Linked DNA regions of Mus musculus: region 2 is linked to region 1. Evidence: chromatin contacts called from public targeted proximity ligation data. All regions are on one chromosome and are shown on one strand. The core of a region is the stretch at or near the end of the contact, and the rest is flanking DNA. Distances in the headings are between cores, read along the strand shown. Region 1 holds the start of Mrpl16 (mitochondrial ribosomal protein L16). Region 2 holds the start of Cd5 (CD5 antigen).

Evidence for each region.
Region 2: a targeted proximity ligation map of microglia shows a contact between it and region 1, with 6 times the contacts expected there. A contact is called at or near these places in 2 of 39 promoter capture datasets (embryonic stem cells and liver) and 1 of 130 datasets of targeted methods (microglia).

Annotation. Positions count from the first base shown.
Region 1 is chr19:11,768,465-11,775,230 of GRCm38.p6, forward strand. It overlaps Mrpl16 (mitochondrial ribosomal protein L16), which reads left to right and starts at 1,951. Exons shown (of 4, transcript NM_025606.3): 1 at 1,951-2,060; 2 at 2,338-2,403; 3 at 4,411-4,559; 4 at 5,684-6,492. The coding sequence starts at 2,006. The coding sequence ends at 6,169. It also overlaps a transcript of Stx3 not described here.
Region 2 is chr19:10,735,700-10,742,817 of GRCm38.p6, forward strand. Cd5 (CD5 antigen) reads right to left here and starts at 3,275. Exons shown (of 11, transcript NM_007650.3): 1 at 3,096-3,275. The coding sequence starts at 3,147. A430093F15Rik (RIKEN cDNA A430093F15 gene) reads left to right here and starts at 5,248. Exons shown (of 4, transcript NR_027805.1): 1 at 5,248-5,303.

The DNA.
Region 1 (6,766 bases), core at 701-3,200:
CAATACTACATAATACAACACTGAATTAACCTTAGTGGAAACTGTCCCTCGGCTCAGTGCTATTTTAAGTAGAGAGATAATAGTGAAGATAAGACAGGAAGGAGGAGGTTCTTCATTTCTTCATTTTTACACTCCTCCCAACCAAGATGCTTGCCTCTTATCACACCTTTGTTGACCTTCCTGGCATGGGTGGCACCTGTCGTGGAATGGATTACATCTCTTTTAAAAAGAGGGGACTTGGAGTTCTGACCACTCTCAGGTCTTTCAAAATGTGGCCTTTTGCCAGCGCAGAAGGAGGAATATCAATAAACAAGTTAAATTGTGTCCTGGGGTGGATTTGTAGAGTCTCTTAATACTTGGGAAGCAGATGTATTGCACAGGTGAATAGATTTGTAAGCAATTTCCCCAGTATATCTTATCCACAAGCATTGAAGGCTGTACTTACTGCTTGTGAAATTAATTCTTAAGAGCACACAGATTTAACATGATTTAAACACAACAGACATCAGTCTCATTTGCTAATTTCATCTGTCTCCTAAAAGCTTAGATACAAATCCTCTTGTTCTAATCACTACAAAGCTCCAGCCTCAGGAAAAATTATATGTCCAACATTTCCAAAAGGATAATTATACATTATTTCATTTCCCTTCCTTATTAAATTATGGTGTGGTCCATTCACTAGAGCAGCCAATCCCCTTAACGACCCAGCCATCCCTCCAGCTCCTTCTCTTGGATTTCTTAAAGGAAAAACTTTGAAGACAGAACATTACCCCTCTTCTGTGAAGACAAGGCTAAATCTTGAAACCAAACTGATCATTTATAGAAACAAATTAATCCTGTTAATCTATGCCAGCTTGAGATGACCACCATACCAAACCAAAACTGAAGCAATGATCAGCCTAGACCAGGACTGCTTAATTATGCATACTTTTTAGCGGACTCCCCACTCGATGCCCCAGTTTGTCCACTAGTTAAACTTAAAGGTGCCAGGTGTGGTGGTACATGCCTTTAATCCCACACTGTGTAGGCTGAGGCAGACAGATCTCTGTGAGTTCGAGGCCAGCCTATCTACATAGTGAGTTCTAGAACAGCCAGAACTACATAGAGATTTTGTCTCAAATAAATAAATAAATAAATAAATAGCTTAAAGCTCATATCAGGGCCATGAAAATGATCTTGAATGGTCATTGGAGTCCATCATTTATTATTTCAAATGAAGCTACCTTAAATTAATGGCTTTTCGAGGTTACTTTCTTTTAATTAGCATATTAAGGACAGGTGGGACTGCAGAGATGGCTCAGCGGTTAAGAGCACTGACTGCTCTTCCAGAGGTTTTGAGTTCAAATCCCAGAAACCACATGGTAGCTCACAACCATCTGTAATGAGATCTGATGCCCTCTTCTGGTGTGTCTGAGGACAGCTACAGTGTACTTATATATAATAAATAAATAAATCTTTTTTTTTTTTAATTATAAAAGTAAAAGGACAGGTGATCGAACCCAGCCGGTTGGGAATGCCCAAGCCAGTGCTTTTACCTTGAAAACTCCAGCTACAGCTCTTTTGATAGATTTGTCAAGACCAAACTCAGCAAGCGCACAGTAAATAAGCCAATGACAAATCAATAGCATCTTTCTATGTCCCTAGAGAAGAGACATAAATGTACGGAAAGTTAAGGGAACAACTTCTTACAAAACCTCGGGCTTTCGCAGCTTTCTACACCAAGGAGAAAACCCAGAGCTGTCACTAAACAGAAAAAAACTGAGAAGACCCTCGCGGAAACTTGAAACACCTCGGGCGTGGCTTGGCCTGTGGGACCTTTAACCCGCAGATAACCTGCTCCAGAACCAGGTGCTGGAAGTTTCCTCTACTTCCGTCAGGACTCTATAAAAGGTGGGACAGGATGACGTCACTTCCTGTCTTGTGTCCGCGGGCCGGCAAAGCTCTGAACTGGGAAAAGCCACTGTTGTAGTTGAGAGAAACCTGACCCGGCAGCACACGCGTGGCCATGTGGAGGCTGTTGACGCGCGTCCCCGCGCCGCTCCTGCGGATGCACTTTTCAGGTCAGAAACCTGTTTCATCTTTTAAAAAGGCATTTCCCCGATCTTCCTCCCCACATTCCAAAGTCTATGCTTACTGCGATAGGTCCTGCGCTTTCCTTACTTCTTCCACCTCCACTATGCGGAGGCCTGGGTCCTGGTCATGTGCGGGAGACGGTGCTCCGTGAGCCTAGTTGCTTCCTTGGAAGCCCATTTAGTGGAACTCGTACCCCCGTGCTTCTAGACACCTCTGTCAGGAGTGATCAGAGTGTAACAGTAATGGTTTGATTTGTCATTGTAGATTCTTGGGCAGCCCTTCCCACCAGTGCTGGTCTGAAGACGCTCCTCCCAGTTCCAACTTTTGAAAGTGAGTACCTGTCATTTCCACTTATTTTTCTCTGAGAAAAGGCATCGAAGGTGTGTTTGTGCTTCCTCCCTCCGTTGAGTGATTCAACAGATATATGTAAGGAAGGCAAACTGCAGCGAAGTCCCTCGATGTTGCAAAGCAGATAACTATTGGGCTAGTTCCCAGGCATCCTACCACTGATGTGTGGCCCATGATCTACCCAGTCAGCACTAACTGGGCATATATCAGATTTTTTTATCTTCTAAATAATAGTACAGATATGCAGACACTTAGCAATAGTAGCCAGGTGCTCTGCAGTCCTGTACATCTAACTTTTTAATGTACTAAAATCTCCAAAACTGCAAATGGCCTAGACATCTGAGGGTCTTCGGCACATAACTGTTAAACTACTGTGTGGGCTGGAGCAATGGCTCAGCAGTTAATAACACTTGTTGCTCTTGCAGAGAACCCAGGTTCAATTCTCAGAACCCACAAGATTGTTCATAACCATCTGGGACTCCAGCTTCAGGGGTTCCTACATCCTCTTCTGCACATTAATACATGCAGACAAAACACTCCTAACATTTTTGATAAATAAGGTGCTGTGTGTGCTTAGAAGTGCATACTAACTTGCAGATGTAAGAACGTATTACCAGGTCTCACAGTAGCTGCCCATAGAAGTCAGTGAAGGGAGAGTAGTTTTTGTAACTTGGAACAGCAACTTTATTATTCCATTAATGATCTGATGGCCCTTTGAGGCTTCCTGTTTTGTTTATTCTATCATGGAGCCATTCTTTCTCATATTTAATTTTTTTTTTGAGTCACAGTTGTTTTCCCCAGGATGTCATATAGAGGATAGTGACAAGAAAAATCCTACTTTGTAAGTTTACCAAGAAAAATACAACAGAAGGTTTTTTTTTTTTTCGTTTGTTTGTTTTGTTTTAATGGTATTTTTGCAATCTAGAGGAGCAGTGAGTTTTGTTTTGTTTTTGGTTTTGGTTTTTAAGAGCATGCTTCTGGCTTTGATGTTTTAACTGAAGTTCCTCTTCTTTAAAGTAGAGATTAGAATACCACTTGCCCAATTATGTTTCTTGGCCTAGCTGAAAATTATGTATGCTCCTGTTTTCAATTCTTTTTATTTTTAATTGCCTTTTATTTATTTTGTATGCATGCACTTGTGTGGGTGCGTATGTGTCAAGGCATATATCTGGAGGTCTGTGACTACTTTTGGGAGTCAGTTCTCTCCTTCTACCACGTGGGCCCTAAGGCTCCAACCCAGATGGGCAAGCAGTGCTTTTTACCGGTTGGGACATCTTGTGGGCCCCTTGTTTTCAATTTCTAATACTTCACTTTGTATTTCCCCCATTTGTCTGTTTAGTGTTGAAGCCCTAAAGAAATATAAAGGTTGCCACCACTCAGTCCAGCACTTCCTGCAGGTTCGAGGTTACACAGTGATCACATGACATCCATAAGACTGTCTCAACCCTCTGCGTACATGTTGTGGGTGTATAGCGAAGTCTTCATGTGGGACTCCTAACGGGGCTGTCTCTGACTCTTTTGACAGTTTTTGGGACCCTTTTCTTCATCTTGGGTTGCCCCATCCAGTCTTAATACGACAGAAGGTGCCTAGTCTTACTGCAACTTGATATGCCACGTTTGGTTGATATTCATGGGAGGCCTGCCCTTTTCTGAATAGAAACAGGAATGAGTAGATTGAGATGGGGGAAGAGGGGAGACTACAGTTGGGATTTTTTTTTTAAAAAAAAAAAACAATCTCAAAATACCAAAGCTGCTTTAACAGTGAATGAAGTAATAATTGAGAACAGTCCCTACAAATAGGGGCTGAACATACAGGGGGGTAATAAGTGAATTTGGCTGAGAAACATTTGTGTAAGCATTGTTATAGCTGAAAGAGTCCAGTGTCGCTAGAAACATCCAGAGGCAAATGGTAACCGCTGGAATTATTACTCATTAGGCCCTCTGCGTCGTGCACCTTCACTTATTCTTGATTGTCTTTGCTCCTGCTAGATGTCTCCATCCCTGAAAGGTCCAAGCTTAAATTTGTTGAAAGAGTCCCACTTGTGCCAAAAGTAAGAAGAGAACCTAAAAATTTGAAGGACATACGAGGGCCTTCAACTGAAGCCACTGACTTTACAGAAGGCAATTTTGCAATTTTGGTGAGTGATAAAAGAGATTAACAAAGTTTTCTTCTCTTTGAGTTGATTCTAGTCTCTTCCTCCACATTAGAACTGCCACACCTACATCCACATTCCAATTGCTCTTTAAATAGATATAGAACTAGGCTACTGGGTTCCCAAGGAAACGTGAGTTATATATTTTTCTACAGTGTAGGATTGAAAACACAGGAGTCCCATACTAGATGCTTGAGAGTTTGCACTGAATTCTGTCTATAAGCCCTGTGATAATGTAAAGGATCCAATAACCTAGTGGCCAACAAGCAGGTAGCCTATACAACAGGTATTCACTGAACAGGTAGATGGTTCAGATCCATGTGAAATTGTGTTAACAAAAATCTAGCAAGGTTAGATTTTTATCTTGCTATTTCAGAAAATATTTAGTTGAAATTAGAAGTTGTTTACAGCAGGATGGCCACTTACTATTTCAGATGGGTTGGAACTATAGAGGCGGTAAGGAAGGTTGCTGTAAAAGCAAAGAGCAAAGGCGCTACTTCAGTTCCCCAGTTATAACAAGATCTTTTCAAGTCTCTGGTAAAAATGAAGTATTTGTGGGTGAGAATTAGAACACCTGCTTCATGCTGTTTCTATACAGTGGTTTCTGTAAAGAATAATGTTAGTGCCGTGGGTGGCTATGTGCTAGCATTTCTGGCAGCCAGAGTGATGGTGAAGTCTTCTTCCCTGGCCTGCACTGTACCCTTGAGCGCTGCTGCTGACCTCTCAGAACCTTATGCCCACTCTGCATTCCTACCCTACCCCAGCTACACTGGTTCTACTTAAACTACCAAGCCCTTTGTTGTGTCAGGGCATTTACATCAATGTTTCTCCACCTGGGACTGTCCTCTTCTGACTGGTTCTTAGGATTCTCTCCTCAGCTTTCAGTGTCATCTGTAAAAAGTCCTCCCTGGGCTCTCCATGGGAGTGATTCCATCCTTGCTGTCTTTTATTACTGTAGCTTAGGTGTTTCCTCCATATTACTAATTACAACTTAGATGTCTACTTTTCATGTGTATCATTAAAGCCAGTTACTATAAAAGAGGCGGCATGATAATAGACGCCATACTTTCTAAATCCCCCTGTGTTCTAATTTATCTGTTCATTTTTAGGCACTTGGCGGTGGTTATCTCCATTGGGGCCATTTTGAAATGATGCGCTTGACAATCAACCGCTTTATGGATCCCAAGAACATGTTTGCCATCTGGCGAGTGCCAGCCCCTTTCAAGCCCATCACTCGCAAAGGTGTTGGGCAGCGCATGGGGGGAGGTAAAGGTGCCATCGATCACTATGTGACACCTGTGAAGACTGGCTGCCTAGTAGTAGAGATGGGTGGACGGTGTGAATTTGAAGAGGTAAAAGGTATCCTGAACCAAGTTGCTCACAAGTTACCCTTTCCGGCAAAGGCTGTGAGCCGTAAGACTCTAGAGAGGATGCACCAAAATCAAAGAGAGAGAGAACTTAACAACCAAAACCCCTGGACCTTTGAGCACATAGCCACTGCCAACATGTTTGGCATACGGAAATTCCTGAGCCCATATGACTTGACGCAGAAAGGGCGATACTGGGGCAAATTCTACATGCCCAAGCGTGTGTAGTGAAAGCGCGAGGAACATGTGCGCAGCCTCCTGAGCGACAATCTGCGCCTTTACTGTCCTGAGGGTCTTTGCTGGTTCTTGGATCCTAACTAAGCACATGAGTGAGTGACTTCTGAAAAACTGTGTCACCTGGTTGATTCTAATTAAAGTTTGAATGTAACCTCAGGGTACAACTTCTCTTTGGTCAGTTTCAGTTGCTTACAGGATTAAGGACAGTTTGATAGCCAGCTGTCCCAGCACTCAGGAGGCAAAGATGGGTGGATCTCATTTGTGTTCAAGGCCAGTCACATCTACAAGCAAGATCCTGTCTCAAAAAAAAAAAAAAAACCTGGCTTATCTCCGGACCTGAAATGTGTCTTTGCATGTTCTCAGCTCTGGAAATGTAATATGTACACTACCTAGTCTAGGACATTTTGCTTATTACAAATGTATTTTTTGGAGTAATTCAAGGATAAAAACAACAGTACAACTAGTACCCAACAACTAGTGGGTTCAACAGATATTTATTAATGCCCAGCTGCCCATCTTCTGTCAGTCTCAGAAGGGAAAACATGGAATATGACAAGGAATTTAGCAAAAGAACTTTAACAAAAGTTG
Region 2 (7,118 bases), core at 2,025-4,524, 1.0 Mb before region 1:
AGCTCTGTCAGCTCTCCTTGAATTCTTAGACCATCTGACCCCCTTGGTGGAGCCATGCTGAATGAGCATAGAGCCAGTACCTATGGCTTCCAGGATCTGTGGGTCAGTCAGGGTTCCTTTCCTTTGTGCTTAGAGCCAAAGACAACCTCAGCTGTGTATCCTGGGAGAGCAGCTCACAGCCTGCTCTCAGCTAGCACATACCTAGCCTGTCTTGTCCTTATGGCCTTTACCCTGTGGCCTCCTCTACCCAAGTGCCTCTCCCCTCCTTTCACTAGCTGGCTCTTCTTAGCACTTGGGGCTCAGGGTGGCAGAGGGAATGGCAGTCCCTTCAAATGATCCTGTGCCTGCACATCCAGGTCCATATGCCAAGTAGGGCCCTGTGATGTGCTCAGGCCCCCAGACATGTGAGGATTCGGGTGCTGGCTTCCATACTTCCTCTGTCGGGTCTCTGTGAGCGGCGCAGGCCCGTGGGCCAAAATGTCTGCCTTGGCTCTCGATGCTCCTGCCGCTGTAAAGAGCTGAGTAGCACATGCTCAGAACAGATTTGTAGATGAATGAATGAGTGAATGAGTGAGAGTGAATAAGCGAATGGGTGGATGAACAGCCTGGGCAGAAGAAAGGGGGAGAAGATCTATGGTGTGGCGAGCGCTTGGTAAGATCCCATTCTGCCTTGCCTTGCTTCCAGATGACCCTAGTGTCCACTGAGCACTATCTCCACCACATATAGGCTAGGCCTACTGTGAGTTAATTCGTTTCCTTGCCATTTGCTGTTATTCTCCTTACAGTGAAGGAGAGGGAGGATTACCAAACCAGCGCCCGGGGTCACCTAGCCAAAAGTGCCAGAGTGGAACTCAAATTGGTTTTTGGAGTTACTGTGGTGTCTGAGCCACGTCCCCAACCCACTTCAATGATTGAGGCTCAGAAAAATTGTAAGAGGGGACAATGTGGGAACCCTAGCCAGGTTGTAAAGATCTTCATTCCTTAGGTCCTAGAGTATCCACAGCCCTATGCCTTGATGTTTGTGTCTCTGCTGATGAAGGCTTCTCCTATGGTCATGCTCTGACGTGTGAGAATGGCTTTGGGAACCTATTACTCCTACAGAGGTGGTGGGGCTGTGTGAGGGCAGAAATGTAGGCCAGGCTCTCCATGCTGCTCACCACCTGTTCCACCATGCGCTTGCCACTCCTGGGCCTCAGTTTTCACTCACTGTAAAATGGGAAGATGGCTCCACATATTTTCTGTACTATTCAGAAGCTAACAGGAAAAAAAAAAAAAGGATTTAAAAGGATTTCATGAAAATCAGGCCTGGTGGCACAGGCCTGTAATTCCAGCTACCGGAGAGGCTGAGGCAGGAGGATTGCAAGTTGAAGACACTCCTGGGTTATGGAGTAAGTTCAGGCCAGCTGGTCATTTATGGAGACCATGCTTCAAAAAGCTGGGGCCCTGTAGGATGGCTAAGTGGGTAAAGGCATTCTCTGCCAAGACTCATGTGCCAATTTCTATCTCTTGGACTCACAGGGCAGAAGGAGAGAACTGACTCTTGCAAATTGTCCTCTGACCCAATGGCATTCCTGCATAGCACACTTGAGGCTGCTGGGGAGGGCTGGTTGTAGGGTGGGAATAAAGTCTTGGTACACATGCATGTATGCACACACACACACACACACACACACACACACACACACACACACCCAAATGTCTAAAAACAGTTTTGTTTTTTTTTTAAAGTAAAAAGTGGCAGGCTGTAGCTCAGCCATAGCTTGCGTAGCATGTGTGAGGTCCTGGGTTCAATCATAGGACCATAAAAGTAAAATAAAAGTGCGAGCTGTTCCCTACCTACCCACGACTAAGAAACTACTTTCTACCTATAAGACTCTAGCAACATACAGGGACCATGTGCTCCCAGGCCTCCAAATGATAACTCTACTGGGGTGATGGTTCGATTCCATCTCTTCTGGACTCTGGCTTCCATGGAACAGGGGTACCTGCAGTCCTGCCAAGAGCTCACTCCATGCCCAGTGGGGACCATGGGTGGGTCCTGTCTCCTTGTGTGTGGGTCTGAGACTGCAGAGAAGGCCTGGATTGGGGCAGGGGATAAAGGCTTGGCTTCTGAGATTCTCAGGACCAAAGGGACCACATCAATGTCCTAGTAAGGTCCAGGAAGCAAGCCAAGATTTGTCAAGCAGGCATGGTGTACCTCTTACTGTCCAATGCACAAGGGGTGTGTACGTGGGCATCCAAGTCATGCTAACATGAGTGAAGAGGTCATATAGTGTCCAGGAGAGTGCACACACAGTTCTCATAGATACATACATTCAAAACGCACCCCTCCACATCCAGAGTCACACATTCTCACACTCACTCCTAGCTCTTGTAGGTACAGAGTGGGTATCTGAAGCCCCCAACCCTTCTCTGTGAAGTAGAAAGCCATTTCTTCTTTTCCATCCCACCTGGCATCCAGCAGCCTTTACCCCGCCACGTCAGTTTACATCTCTGCTCTGCTCTGTGCACATGCTGTGACCCGGAGGATCTCTTTGGGCCTCCAGGCCTAGCGCCCACAGCATACCTCTGGCTAGTCAAGAATCGCTTACTTTCCTGATGTCACTGATGGCCCACCAGCAGGGTCTCAGGTTTGGAGCAAGGCTCATGAGTTGGGGACTCCTTTAGAACTGACATAGGGCTGCTGTTTGAGCTTGGCATCTCTCTGTTCTTCCGCATCCTTATAAATGGACCATTCTGCCGCAGCCTACTCTGCCCGGAGCATCCTCAATATCAGGTTTGTGCCTCCCTGGAGGTGACCAAATAAAGGCCAGGCATTTCTAGGTGGCACCCTGGAGAGGGTGGCTGCACAGGTTGGAAACTAAGTGCACACTGACTTCTAACCCAAAGCTGAGAAAGACAGTGGATCAGGCTTGGCAATGCACGCGCAGAGCCCCGCGGAGAATGGGGAGTTGACCTAACCTCTGTGACCCTAAGCCTCCCTGCTATTGCACATGAGCCCAGAGTCAGACCTGGGAAGAACTGAGATCCTCTTACTGCACCCCGGTATGCACAGGTATTCAGCCTGGCAGTACCCAGTACCGGCAGAGACTCACCCAGCGTTCCCAGCAGGTATGTGGCAGCCAGCAGCACTTCGTGGGAGTCCATGGATAATGGCCTTCTGCTGCCTCAGCCTCAGTGAGCTCAGCTGGCCAGCCAGGAGAGGTGTCTGACTCAGTGTCTTACTGTCTTGGAGGGAGGGGGCATAAACAGGGGTGGAAAGGGGAAGCAGGCAGTGTGGGCCTGTGTCACTGCCAACCCTGTTTGAAGTTGAACTGTCAACTTCCTCCCTGTGAAACCACCTGCCCCAATTAGAATGGAGGCCTGAGTCTCTGTCAGCTTCCTGCACGAGGTGCCTGGAACTGCGGTAGTGCCCACTGGCCATTCTCATGGCTGGGCAGAACCAGGTGTCCTTGTGGGATGGGACTGTGGGGCAGAGAGAGGCTGGGAACTCCAGAGAGAGGTCGTTCTACTCTCAGGAGAGCTCACCCGAGGTAAAAGGGCAAGGGCCCGAGACAGGAGCCTTCCCTACAGGATTCTGAGTGGGGTGGGGACTGTGCAGGCGAGCAACTTCAGGTCTTATTGCAGGGTCAATAAGGAAAACCAAGACACAAGCCCTGCTCACTCCTGATGGTGTACGGGGCTGGAAGTCCATAATCTGAGTTGAATCCCTATGGGGATCTAAGCAAAGAAACAAAACAAAACAAGACCTTGCTAGGTAGCCCATGTAAGCCTGGAGTTTGTGGTAATCCTCCTGCTTCAGTCTCACAAATGTTAGAATTACAAGCGGGAGCTGCTGTGCCTAAGAATCCAAGAGTAATATTTTACCAGCAAGTATGGGGAGGAGAGTGTCTTCATCTGAGTTGAACTTGCAGCACTGTGTGTGTGTGTGTGTGTGTGTGTGTGTGTGAGAGAGAGAGAGAGAGAGAAAGAGAGAGAGAGAGAGAGAGAGAGAGAGAGAGAGAGAGAGAGAGAGAGAGAGAGAGAGAGAGAGAGAGAGATCTCCCTGTTGGTGTGAGATGCCCATTTTGGGTATGATCTCCATGTTAGGTATGAGATAGATATTCATGTTGGGTGTGAGATCTCCATGTTGTATGGTCTCTGGATCTAGATTCGTTCATTCATTCATTCATTCATTCATTCATTCATTCATTCATTCATTCAACATTATCAATGATATGCAAGAACTAGAAATGCAGCTGGCATGGTGATACACACCTTTTAATCCCAGCACTCAGGAGACAGAGGCAAGGTGATCTCTGTGAGTTTGAGGCCAGCCTGGTCTACAAAGTGAGTTCCAGGACAGCCAGGGATGTTACACAGAGAAACTCTTGTCTGGTGGTGGTGATGGGTTGGGTGCTGGGGACAGTCCCTACCTGGTGTGTCTGTTATTTTTTCCTTTGCTGGAACCCAGTGTCTCATGCTTACAAGGCAAACACTCTCAACTGATCTGTATCCCTAGCATCCCTTTGTTTCTTAAGTGCCCATCGGAGCCTATTTCCTCACAGTTTATAGAGAGCTTCACTGTCCATTGACCAGCCAGCCCACGCCCTCGCATATGCATGCATGCACACGCATGTGCACACACGCGCACACACACACACACACACACACACACACACACACACATGCACACACTCACACACACACACACACACACACATGCACACACTCACACACACACACACACACACACACACACACACACACATACACACACACACACACACACATGCACACACAAGGAAACCGACATCTCCTTCCACAGACCTCCAGACTCACTTCTTTATCAAAGGCAATCCAAACCCGGAGCTTTAGATTTATTTCCCCTTCACAGGCCTGAGTGTGATCTACTAGGTGGCTTCACTATGTGTTCCAACCTTCATAGAAGTCTGAATGTATTACCTCAGTTACTGGCTGTGTACCGGAGGGAACCCTAGTGGTGGGGTCCCTGCACTCCAGGTCCGTAGCTCTTCCCCTGCCACCGACTCCCTAGTAACTACCCCACAAAGTTTTCTACCTTGCATCCCCTAGACCTCAGGTCCTGTGCCAGCTGGGGACCCCAGACCCCAGGCGACAGTTTCCTGTCCTATCACCCGCACTTTCCATGACACAAGAGGAAGTCAGCTGAGCTGGCTGGGTTTTCCATGCCGCCGCTTGGTGGAGGCAAAGGTGGGGGAGGGGGGATGAGCCCCCTAGGCCAGTTTCAGAACCTCAACAGCCTCCGAGGGACAGGCTCTGCCCTATTGCCTTGGCGACACCAGGTAACCTCTGGAGAGTTGCCTTACTGGACTTTCTGGTTTGGGTCACTCCTCAGTGATTCCAACACTGGTTCTTTTGGATGGGGGTGGGGAGAAGGTGGCAAAGGAGCCACAAGGAGGTGGGGTGAGGGTGAAGGGGGGAGGGGGATGGGAGCTGAGGAATGTGAGGGCCTGAAGCAGATCAACATTGGTTGGATGACTAAGTGAAATCTATAGGATGGATACCTTCCAAGTGTTTATTTGATGAGTGACTGAGTGACTCAGTCACTGGGATCTTCTGTACTGGCAGCCTTGAGCACGACCAGCTCAGGCTGGCTGTCCATCTTCCCTACCCAGCTTAGGGAGTGCACCCCTGACCTACTGTTGCTCCTTGCCTGGGAGTGGAAGAGCAAGGGAAGACCTCTTGTCTGTTGAAGGGACTGTCCGAGGGAGGGAGGGAGAGGTACTGACCCTCCAATACCTGCTCTTTGAGTGTGGCCATTGCTCTGTGACCTTGAGTGAGTCCCGTGGAGCTGGGGTCCTCAGTTGGTTCCTGTGTAGCATAGGGGAGTTGGATGACCCCAGGGCAGCCCTCCTTCAGATTGTAGAGGGAAGGGTGTGCCCAGGTGCCTTCAGAGGAGGGACTTCCTCTGTTTTGGGACCTAAAGGATTTGGCTCTTGGTGGGAGGACATCAGCTTGAACTCTTGGGGGAAGCAGAGGTCGGAGGTTTCCAGGGCACTTACCCTGTGCACCAGAAGGGCCAGGTGAGATCTCAGCAGGCTCCCGATTGCCTGCCTCCCTTGGAACAGCACCAGCCTCTCATATATGTGGTGAAACTGAGTCACTTAATGAAGTAAATTACCTAAATTCCCCTTGTGTAATGTATTTAAGAAGGCTACCTTATGATATGCCCCGTGGAGTATTAGCACAAACACTGGCTCAGAGGGAAGGTTCTAGAATCCATGGTTGTTAGTTTTCAGTGACAACTGGCATAGTTGGGTAGAAACAACTTGGAGTCTAGAAGCTGGCTTAATTTCTGAGGGGGGATATTAGGAAAGCTACTGCCCCATTCCGAGATCCATCTCCCTGCAGCTCGGGGCATCTGGAAGCTGCCCTGGTAATGACATGCAGGGCTTGTGAGGTAGAGTGCTCCCCGTGTGAGGTCAGTCTCCCAGGCTCAGCCCATGCTTTCCTGCAAGGAAGCTCTCTAAAGTGGAGGCTCTCTAAAGTGACCAGCCTTCCCCACCACGGCTGCCTCTCTAGCCAGCCCACAGTTCTGACTCCTGCTTTCTCTTCTGTTGCTCTTTTGAGCGACACTGAGCCTGTTTGACCACAGGTAAACGTGAGAAAACAAGGCTGCTTAAGGCTGTTAACCAAGCCCATTTTTCCGATGAACCACTTGAGGATCACTGAGGTTAGGTGGATCCCCAAAGGTGCACAGCTCACGAACAGTGAGGTTTGTGCCTCCAGGTCTCCCGGCAGGTAGATGTCCCCTTTCTTACATACCACCTGTCTCTTATTTCAGATGGCTGCATCCATTTGCCCAAAAGGAACTCTTGTTCTATAAAGCAGGCAGACACACAGAACCTGAGTGGTGAGGTGGACAAAGGCACCTGTAGGAATGCATGTACTGGGTCCTCTATATGGTAGAGAGCTGAGGGTGGGAGGGTCCTTCCTCTTAGAGCAGTGGACAATCCCAGCCCTTAGAGCAGAGTTGCTCCTGAAGCTGCCTGCCTTGTTGATCACCCAGCCCAGGCCTGTTTTCCTTGAGAGCATAAGGCAAATCTCTCAAGGGACATGAGGACAGGATGTGGGAAGGGCCAGCCTGAGGGGACTGT